Linked DNA regions of Mus musculus: region 1 is linked to region 2. A link is a contact called in public Hi-C data. All regions are on one chromosome and are shown on one strand. Each heading gives the region's core, a stretch centred on a gene start, on an enhancer-like site or on the middle of the called end of the contact. The rest is flanking DNA. Distances are from core to core; before and after follow the strand shown. Region 1 overlaps Eya2 (EYA transcriptional coactivator and phosphatase 2). Region 2 overlaps Slc13a3 (solute carrier family 13 (sodium-dependent dicarboxylate transporter), member 3).

Region 1 (5,257 bases), core at 1,609-4,108, 330 kb after region 2:
AGCACGCCTGTAATCCCGTGCTTGGTGAAAAGGTGGCGACTGGAAGCTGAAGGGGCCAAGTGTTCAAGGGCAGCCTCGCTACATAATACTCCACTCAAAAAAAAATAATAAAATAAAATAATGTTTGTTTTATCTTGGGTTTTGCTAAGGATGGAATCCATATTGTATACGCCACACACACACACACACACACACACACACACGATGTGCTTTAAAACAATAAGAAGTTCAAGGACGCCGGGCGTGGTGGCGCATGCCTTTAATCCCAGCACTCGGGAGTCAGAGGCGGACGGACTTCTGAGTTTGAGGCCAGCCTGGTCTACAATACAAAGTGAGTTCCAAGACAGACAGGGATATACAGAGAAACCCTGTCTCGAAGAAGAAGCATTGCTGAGGGTTTGGGGATGTATGTGTTCTCAGCGGATCCTGTGGGAAATTCGTAGCACACTGTATCCATACATCAGCATAATTGGTACCTACATACCACAAAAAGTAGTGTCCCTTAGAGAGAGAAAACTCCCAACACCTTAGTTACCATGCAAAGCGAAAGCTCCTTAAACATGCAGGGTTTCTCCAGCTCCCCACAGCTCCCAGCCCAGTCCTAGGGCAGCAGGCTCTTGTGCTCTGTGTACCTAATACAGCCCACTAACCCCCTGTAAATTAAGTTCTACTGACACACAGCTATTCCCATGCACTTGCGTGCTGTCTGAAGTTGCTTTTGTGTTGCCCAAGAAGGGCTGAGGGGTTTAGTATGGTGTGTGTGTGTGTGTGTGTGTGTGTGTGTGTATTTATGTATAGGTGTGTGTGTGTGTGTGTGTGTGTGTGTGTGTGTGTGTGTTGCATCCTCTTGTGGTCTAGAGTGTTCACTCTGAAATCAGATGGCTCAAGTTCAAAGCCAGCCTCATCCCCTTAGCTGTATCTGACAAGTTGCTTGGTCACCGTGTGCCTTCTCAGTTTCAAAGTTGGAATGTGCCCATTAACGCGTCACAGGTATTTAGAAGGGGTCAGCTCTGTGGTAGGCAGATCTTATAAAGGAAGTGAATGGCAGTGTGTCTTACAGAACTGAGTCTTAAACCACATGTGGTAATGACCATATGTCACATATCTATGACCCCAGCACTCGGAGGCCTGGAGCTAGGAAGATTAGGGTTCAAGGCCAACCAGACCTTCTATCAAAAAAGGAAGAAAGAAAGAAAGAAAGAAAAAAGAAAGAGAGAGAGAGAAAGAAAGAGAAAAAAGAAAAGAAAAGAAAAATAAAGAAAAGAAGAGAAAAGAAAAGAAATTTAATTTCAAGGACCAAATAGGCTCTGTCGCAAGTGCTGAACATGGTGGTTGTAATGGGACCAAAGGCAATACACAAATTGTCCATGTGGTTGTGTTTCAACAAAACCTTATTTGTGGACAGAAAAAGAAGTAAATCTTTAGAAGCAGGCCCCTGGAACCAGTAGTGGGGCCTGATGCCTATAGTCTAACACTAGGGAGACTGGGGCAGGAGATTCCCTTCCAGTTTGAAAGTCAGTTTGGGACACAGAGCAAAATCTTGTCTCAAAGAAATAAAAAGCATGCTATTGGCTGTGTCCGGTGCTGTGTCTGCAAGAGGGGATGTGAAGGATTGCTACCGTAATGTACAAAGAGCAGGCAACATGGGGTGCTGGTGGGGACAGGGGTGGTCCCGTCTATCCCTGTGTGTTCAAAGCACTCTGTAGATACACCAGGCTACACTGTCATCCCACGCCTCTCCATCCTGGACCGTCCTGGAACCGGCTCATGTTAGAGTGATGGTCTCAGCCTGGCTTTCAAAGTCTTCCCACTTGCAATGGAGACAGCGTACAGGGGAAACAAGATGGAGTCCGCGGCCTCCTCTGTGCTTCTGGCTTTGGGTTTCTGGTCTTGGACTGAGTGAAAAATGCCACATCTAGAAGGCATTGTGTTCGTTAAACATAAACGACTTAAAGCCAATAACAGTCCATGTGCTGTGAAGCTACCTGACACCCAGAGAGCGAGCGGGCTGCCTTCTTCCTCTTGGTGCTGATTCCATGTCAGGTCCTCAGTTGGCTCTTGTCACGGTGATGGAATTTATCCCGAGGTCTTTGGTGGAGTTCTTGTTCATACAGATAAACCCATGTGTTGATATTTTCCTATTTTTCTCACTCTCCTGTTCTCTGGAACTGCCAAGGAAGCAAGTTTAAGGGGCTTTCGGTCTGTGTTGTTTTCCTTCACTGTTCAAACACATGAATTAACCTTTTTTTTTCTTCTTCACGACCATCATTTTCTTGTCTTTCTCTTTTAAAGTTTTTTTTTTTCTTTTCTTTTTCTTTCTCTAACAAGCTGATCTGTTTTCCAGGAGTTTCCAAGTAATTAAACCCAATTAAAACCATTAAATTCATGCTTTTAATGACAACTTTATTATTTAAGGCTAACCGCAGGGAGGAGGGTTAACTGGCCTAGCCTTCCACTGTGTGCTAATCCGCCCCTAACCTCTGGCTGACACTCAGAGAGATAAACCCCACAGAATAAGCGAGCTGCTTTAATGAATAGCTTTAATTAGTACTTTTCTTCCTCCTGGCAGAGTGATTATTTGTTCGGCTTCTAAACAACTACTTGGCAGGAATAGTTAAAGGCCCAGTAGATTTAGATGGCGTGATGGCTTCAATTGGTTTTGTGTGCGCAGGTGGGATTTTTTTTTTAAAGAAGAGAGGGGGTCTTCAGACCAAAATGGGTGCAATAGTATATCTTCCTGCATATCATACTGAAGATGGGGGTGGCAGGGTAATTGACACAGAAGAAAAAGCAAGGCGACCGCAGGCGGCGGGCTGTGAGCCAGCCCTAGCGTTGGCGAGACACCCACCCTGCGCACGGAACGTGGGCAAGCCCAGACAGCACCACTCGGAGACACAAGCCTGGCTCCAGGGCAGTCTGGGTCCTGACAGCAGAGGAAGGGGCCTGGGGTGGCACAGTGCCAAGCCATCACCCTCCCTCTGCCCCCAAACCTTTCTCCAGGTGGCATCTGAGGGAGGAAGAACCGAGTTTACAGGATAGGTGTGGCCAGAGAGGCCCATTGGACGGACAGTCTAACCAATCCCGAAAGCGGAGGCTTTCCCTGTGGCCAGGCTATCCCTGTTGACCCATCTCTCAGAAGTGGATACTGTGGCTCTTCAGGTCAGGATGGGGGGCATGACGTTAAGTGAGCCACCCCCAAGTCACCTTCAGAAAATACAGGCAGAGTCCCAGTATGTACCCAGGTCCTCCGTGTGGGTGCTTCAAACTACTGGGTCTCACTTCCTCCCTACGGCACAAAAGAGGCACCTCCTGCCCTTATGGTTGGGAGATTTTTAATTAGAGGTAGGGGCAGGGTCTCATGTAGCCCAGGCTGGCTTAGAACTCACTAGACAGTCAAAGATGACCTTGAACTTCCGAATCCCCACCTCTGTGCTGAGATTATTGCTGAGATTAGGTGGGTGGCACATAACCCACCCCTGGGTTTATGGCACTGACTGGGATCGAACTCCTGCTTTATACAAGCTAAGAAGGCCCTCTACCGGCCCCAGCCCTGGGTTTCTTTGTGGTTTTTTTCATTCTTGTTTATACTGTAGATCAGTTTGTGCCTGTGTTAGAAAGCTAGCTTCACTTCAGTGGTTTTCCACATTGAAATTCAAAGTTAGTTTGCTAACGCTGCTGTCTGAGCACCGCACTTTCTCTCATCTCGGGTCCTTCAGACTGGATCTTCAAAACTGGAGTGACGGCTCCTGGGACCTGTTGGGCCAAGTCTGGAGAAGTCTGTGACTGTCATCGCTGGGTGGAAGGGAGAGATTGCTATTGGCATTAGGGGTGGAGATTAGATATGCAGATACCCAGAAGGCCTCCTCTGGAAATAATAACCACTGAGCTGTGGGTCTCAGAGAGGCTCAGTGAGGCGTATGTATGTCATGCAATGTATGAGGCGTATGTATGGGGCCTTCCAGGCAAGTGATAGGCATGTTGATGTGCCCTCTGTGGCCTGGGTGAGGCTCAGTGGTAGAGCACTTGCCTGGTATGTACAGAGCCCTTATATCCAGAAACATAAGAAAAAAAAGTTAACCAGCCTATTCAAGTTATTAACCATCCACCAGCCATCTTTCAGAAACACATTGAAAGAGATGGAGCTGTGTGTGTGTGTGTGCAGCTTGTGTGTGAATGTGTTTTGTGTATGTATGTATGTAAGTATATGTGTGTATGCACACAACGTGTGTGTGTGCACATATGCATTCAGAGAACAACTCTGTAGAGATGATTCCCATCTTCTATCCTTGTTTGGGTCCCAAGAATCAAATTCAGGTTGCCAAGTTAACACAGAAAGTGCCTTTACCCACTAAGCCATTTTGCTGGCCCCAGCTTAAATCTTAACAAGTAGACAACTGCCGTCTTAAAATAGGCATTTATCAAAAGAAACATGATCGTTGCCTTCACTGTAGTCGTAGTAAAGTATTTTGGTTTATGTCATTGTCTCTGCAAAGATATATTCAGGGAATGAAGTTTTTAGTTTTAGGGGTTTTGTTGTTTGTTTGATTGGTTGGTTGGTTTTTGGAAAGTCCTGGGTTCGAATCCCAGCTTTTGCCTCTTGTTAGTAATGTGGCCTTGGAGTCATGATTTGCCTGGAAGAAATAGGCTGGGAAATAAGCTGCCCTCTTCTGACATGGAGGCTTCTATGGAATCAGAGCACTCCTACATTTTTTTAAAAAACATAAAAATTTTTAAAGGTTTTCAAAAAAAAAAAAAACTGGACTATAAACTGGGCATGGTGGTACATGTCTTTAATCTTAGCACTCAGAAGGCAGAGGCAAGTGGATCTCTGAGTTCCAGTACCTGAAACATGTCACAGAGGGATCCGCACACCCTAATTAAACTGCTGTGGGTAACAGGGCAGATGGCTGCCATTCTGTGTTACATCCACCAGATCAGCCTCTCCCGGGTGTGGTGATGGATGGGTGGTATGTGTGTGCACCACCACGCCTAGGTGCCTCCAGAGGCCAGAGCCACAGGTGATTGTCAGCTACCTGATGTGGGTGCTGGGAACCAAACCTCTGGCAGAGCTACAAGCTCTCCACCGGTGAGCCATCACCCTGGCCCAGGGAACCAACTGCTGCCCAGATGGTTCCAAGCCACGCCCATCTCTCTGGCTCAGGAACCAACTGCTGCCCACATGGTTCCAAGCCACGCCCCTTACCTTCTCTCCTGATTATTGCACATCAGATTGATTTCGTTTTAGGAAAGACTTTCA
Region 2 (5,288 bases), core at 1,990-4,489:
TCAATTCCCCGAGGAACTATGGTCTTGGTTTCCTTAGAAACACAGCCCTCAGAATTCTCAGGGAGGCCAGAGACCAGCAGTAGCCAGAGGCAGCATGGGGAGAGCTAAGGGACTCTGCTTAGCTGGGTTAAGTGTGCTGCCCAGCTAACTCTTTCACCTTCCCCGTGCCTCAGTTTCCTTATCTGTAGGCCAGAGGTTATAAGGGAGAAAAGCAGCCTACAGATCGAAAATACTTAGCACTGTGTCTGGGCACCATGAGTGCTAGTGGTCAGAGGTCGCTCGAGGTCACCTGATGCCTGGGGGTGGGGGGACTCAGAGCTGATTGACACAGTGGCTGTCAGACTCCAAAGGTGACCAGCAGACCCCAGGTCACTTTGCAGAAGTGAATGGGGGGAGACTAAGCTTTCAGGGTGTTGTTGTTCTTCCTCCTCTTTCCTTCAGCCAGACCCTCTCTCCGTGCTCTCATCTACACATAGTGTGGCCATGTTTCTTAAGGACAGTTCAAGTCCAGAGCTCAAAATTCTAAGTCTCCGAGGGACTAGAAGATGCATAGTCAGACAGACAGACAGGAAGAGGGGCTACGAGTGGGTAGATAACAAGGGTGGCAAGCCTCCCCCCCCCCATTTCTTCCTCACCCTCCTGACCTGAGACAAAAGCCCCACAACTTAAAACAGTTGTCCTCCATCCCCTACACCCACCCCCGTGGCTGATGGACCAGACCAACAAGTACAAGGCCAGACCAGGACGAGTTTACCCAAAGTGGTGGGTCTGTTAGCCTCTCTGTTTTTGTTCAAACTGACCAACCCTGAGTCAGGGGAGGGGTGTGCCTTAAAGACCCTTAGAACCCTAACTTTCATGGAGAGGTTGCATTTTAGCTTCTCTCTCTCTCTCTCCCCTCCCCCCTCAGTCTTCCTCTGTCTCCGTCTCTGTCTCCGTGTCCATCTCTGTCTCTGTCTCTCTCTCTCTGTGTATACATGAGTGTTCCCTATCCCTAAAAAATAACCCGAAGCTTCTTTTCCCACCGACTCTGCTGCTGTCAGCTGTTTGAGATTTTCCCTGCTGCTACTTGTCAGCTCAATTTCCTCCCTGCCTTTTAATTCTTTGAGTGGCAGAGCACACGAAACTAATCAAGGCCGCAAGAATGTAACACTGGGGTCCTGGGAAATCTCTCTAAAGGCCTCGCAATACACAGCAGACTCAGCTCAGCAAACGAATTCTTAGAAGAAAACAAAGCAAGCTTGAGGAAAGAGAAGGCTGGTGTGTGTGTGTGTGTGTGTGTGTGTGTGAGATAGAGAGAGAGCATTTAACCATTGCAGCATGTAAGAGCTCTGTGACCTTAGATAAGTGACCTAACATCTCTGTACCTCTGATGACTCTGCGGATTAATGGGTGTCTATAAAAATGGTACGGGAAAGGATGTATTACTTTTTAAGTAATCTGCTGAGCAATAGCGTGTTTTCCTCCATGTGGGCATTGCCCCAAGTACTTTGCTAATATTAATTTAAGTTCTATGACCATATGCATGAAATAGGCGATGCGATCTTTCCTATTTTATGGCTGAAGAAACGGAGGCACAGGGAGCGTGTGCCGGCTAGTTTTATGTCAACTTGACACACGCTAGAATTATCTGAAAGGGGAGAACCTCAATTGAGAAAATGCTTCCAAGCTGTAAGGCATTTTCTTAATTAGGAATGGCTGGGGGGAGAGCCCACCCATTGTGGGTGGGGCCACCTCTGGGCTGGTGTTTCTATAGGAAGGCAGGTTGAGTAAACCATGGGGAACAAGCCAGTAAGCAGCATTCCTTCATGACCTCTGCACCAGCTCCTGCCTCAGGTTTCTTCTGCCCTGTGTGAGCGCTGGGCTACTTCCTGGAAGTATAAGTTGAAATTAACCCCTTCCTCCCTGCTTGCTTTGGTCATGATATTTCATCACAGCAACCGAAACCCTGACTAGAATAGAGCTGACAGATGTGTTCTGAGCTTGGGCTCTGAATCTTAGCCATTTTGGTAGGCTCACGCCACCATCAACAGGTCACACATAAAAACCGATTGTGATTTCCAGCAGAAACCGGCTGACGGCAGGAGTATGCCTCTCTGTCCACCTCTGCGACTCACTGCCTCTGACTTAACCTCCTGGAGCCCAGTAGATTTGTACGGTGGATGTGATTTACATTCATGACGTACCAGTGCAAGAGCAGACACTAGACAGTCACCTGCCAGCAGCTATGGCAGCTTCCAGGTCCTATGTGCTCATGGCAATGGCAGGGATCCACTCTCTTCCAGAAACTTCTCTGGTGGCTCAACGCAGACCTTCTGAGCTCTGGGGTGGCTAATCTTCACAGTCAACTCAATTGGACTTGAAATTGCCATGGAAACAGACCTCTGGGTGTGTCCATGAGGATGTTTCCAGAAAGGTTTCACTGAGAAGATCCCCCCCACCCCTCAGGAAGCCCTCTGCTTCCTGACTGTGGATACAATGTGCCTTCTTTGCTGTCATGGACTGTATCCTCAAACCAGGAGGCATTTACGTAAGGGAGTTTATCCCAGTAAATGCGACAATGGCTAAAGCAAGGGCCACGAAGCATCAGGCCACTCCTGGGTGCTCGAACAGTGGTGGGAAGGACAGGTGGCTTCATAGTTTCCCTATGGAGAGGCCTCAAAGCGGCAAGCAGAGTTATTTGGTAGTCACTGGGTACCAGGAGGGGGAGGGGCAGGGGCAAGGAGTTGGGCTTTAAGGAACATGGCCTCAGTCTCTGAGGAATCAAGACCTGAAGAGCAAGGACTCAGATCACAGAGAAAGGTCATTAGAGAACATTCTGGGGGTGGCGGGCTGGCGAAGAGCAAGGGGCCATTGAGCTGCAGGGAGAAGGAAAGAGGAGGTGCGCATGCTGGCAGGGAGGGAGTCAGGGGCCGGATGTGAATAGAGGCCCAGGGAAGCCTTCGCTTTCAGCCTAGCGCTGAAGTATATGGGTATTTAGTGCGTGCCCTGCAGCAGGTGGCCGGAGTAAGTGCTATTATGACTTCTGAGGAAGCCACATGTCGGGGCCCACCTATCCTCCACCCGGGGATCCTCAAGCCTTGGGCAGCCTGATGCAGCCTGGTGAAGACCCTGGACAGGGTCCAGAAGCCAAGAGGTGTCGCAAGCTTCCTGGTGGCTCCTGGGCCAGATTATGCGGCCTAGGGACAGAGGCTGGGGTGAAGGGCAGCTGGTAGACAAAGGCCTCACTGAACTGAAACCCTGGCCGACTGCCCAGCACTGCCTCCCAGCATGCACTGCGGCCCTGCATCCCAGCCCAGGGGCAGGGCCTCTCCACCAATCCCCCAGCTTGGGGAATCCTCTGGGGTACAGGGTCTCCGGCAGCTCCTGCCCCAGGCCCAGGCAGTGCCAGTCACTGTATCAAAACGTACCTCAGCCACTGAATTGTTTAGGTCTGAGCTTCCCCATCCCCTCCACTAGCCTTTTCTCTAATGTCTAATCCAGATAGCCAACCACATCGGGCCGTGCCCTAAGCACTGCCTCATCTTATAACACTAGTTATGGCAAGTGGCTGCCCCATCATTCCCATTTTACAGATGGGGGAATTGAGACCCAGAATATTTAGTAACTTGACCAAGGTCACACATAAGAAACTGTGATTCTAATGGAGACAGTCTAGTCCCACTGCAAGGCCTGACCCTCCAAGCCTGGCTAACATGCTGCTTCCTCCAGGAAGTCTTCCCAGATACACCGCGTGAGAAGGCACTTCACCCTTCCCTATTTCAGAGATATCCTTAGCCGGAGGTGGAGCTGATCCTCACGTGGTAAGCCTGGAATCTCTTGGTGCTGCCCTCTCCTGGCTAAGCAAACGGTGTTAGCAATTGGTTCCTTCCATCTTTAAAATGGGGACAGCAGCTGAGGATATAACTCAGATGCATGATGTCCTGGGTTTGATCCCTAGTACTGCATTAAACAGACATGGTAGCTGATGCCTGTGATCTCAGAATTCGGGAGGTGGGGGCCGAAAGTGGGAGACTCAGGAGTTCAAGGCCATCCTTGGCTACTTAGCAAGTTTGATGCCAGACTTCGCTACATGAGACCCTGTCTCAATGGACTGCAGTGGAATGGAATGGGATGGACTGGAGTAGACTGGGAGAGGATGAGATGGGCTGGGTGGGGCTAGGGCAGCAGCTGTGAGTCAGGGGTTCTCCGAAGACAATGGGTCACTGCTTGGAAAGCCCCTCAGCCTGGCATCCAAGCTCTATAGAGGGTACAGTGGGGCTTCCAGACCTCAGAACCAAGTTCATTCAATGGGTCACTGCTCCTATCCAGAGTTCCTGGAGACACAATTATTCACTGCCTCACTTTTCCTATCTGTAAAATGGGGATAGAAATATTACTTGCATCCTAGGGCCAGGGGTCAGGATTAAATGAGATGATGCTTCAGTTGTATTGTTGGTGTCGGGGCTGGCTGACCCTGACCTCACAGGAGAACAAGCCTGAAGCTGAAAGTAGGCAAGCTTGAAACTGCTTCAGTCCCTGGGTGGTGCTTACCCTGGTCCCAGCCTGCCTCTGAGCTCAGTCTCAGAGATTGTGGAACTAGAAAGCCTCACTGTTTTTAAGGAGATACATTGTTACACATTGTTATTAAGTCACCATAGCTTAGAGTTTCTATTTCCTAAACCCAATGTGCCCAGGAAAACATGTTTTTAACCTGTTCTGACCTTGTGAGCCCGGGATGCATGACCATCCTTTGCCTTGCTGAACTCACGAACCCATGATTATTACCCTTTGCCTTACAAAAAACACATTTTCAAGGTATCTTGATCAATACCCATGACCACCTACGCTATGATATATGATCACTCACTGTTCCCCATAAAAGAGACCCCCCCAAAAGCCAGTGAGGAGCTACTCACTGAAATCTTGACCAGGGGTGAGACTACCAGCTGGCCAGTCCCGGGCTCAACTCTAAAATAAAGCTGGCTTCAATTAGATAGCCGTTGAATTGGTCTTTCTCCTCACAGATTCGGGTTTAGCAGAAATCACTGAGAATGGCCCTCAATTTCTGACATTTGTGTCACTAGGGTCAAGGCCACAGACTTTGGGGTCAGCCTGCCTGGATTTGAATCCCACCTCCATAGCTGTGTGACCTTAGGCAACTCACTTCACCTCTCTGTGTCCTGGCTTTCTTGCACTGAGTGGGGGTAACAGTGGTATCTGCCTCCGAGGTTTGTGGGGAGGCCTCCCTGGGGTGACGCTGGGTCACCCCATGACTAGTGCTAGCCTTGGTGTGTGCCTATCTTGGGACC

What was found. A called contact is a pair of places that touch in the nucleus more often than the background predicts.
Region 1: a Hi-C map of cortical neurons shows a contact between it and region 2, with 3 times the contacts expected there. The contact joins two enhancer-like sites. A contact is called at or near these places in 1 of 484 Hi-C or Micro-C datasets (cortical neurons) and 1 of 9 other capture datasets (embryonic stem cells).

What each region holds. Positions count from the first base shown.
Region 1 is chr2:165,743,028-165,748,284 of GRCm38.p6, forward strand. All of the region lies in intron 9 of Eya2 (EYA transcriptional coactivator and phosphatase 2), which reads left to right. Among named protein-coding and RNA genes, the nearest start is that of Gm29993, 14 kb to the left of the region's middle. Within about 2 kb of position 2,859, at least 27 of the 459 cell types and tissues checked have an H3K27ac peak or open chromatin away from gene starts, as enhancers often do. A contact at or near this core is called in cortical neurons, where this site is marked.
Region 2 is chr2:165,414,237-165,419,524 of GRCm38.p6, forward strand. All of the region lies in intron 10 of Slc13a3 (solute carrier family 13 (sodium-dependent dicarboxylate transporter), member 3), which reads right to left. Among named protein-coding and RNA genes, the nearest start is that of Ocstamp, 16 kb to the left of the region's middle. Within about 2 kb of position 3,240, at least 55 of the 459 cell types and tissues checked have an H3K27ac peak or open chromatin away from gene starts, as enhancers often do. A contact at or near this core is called in cortical neurons, where this site is marked.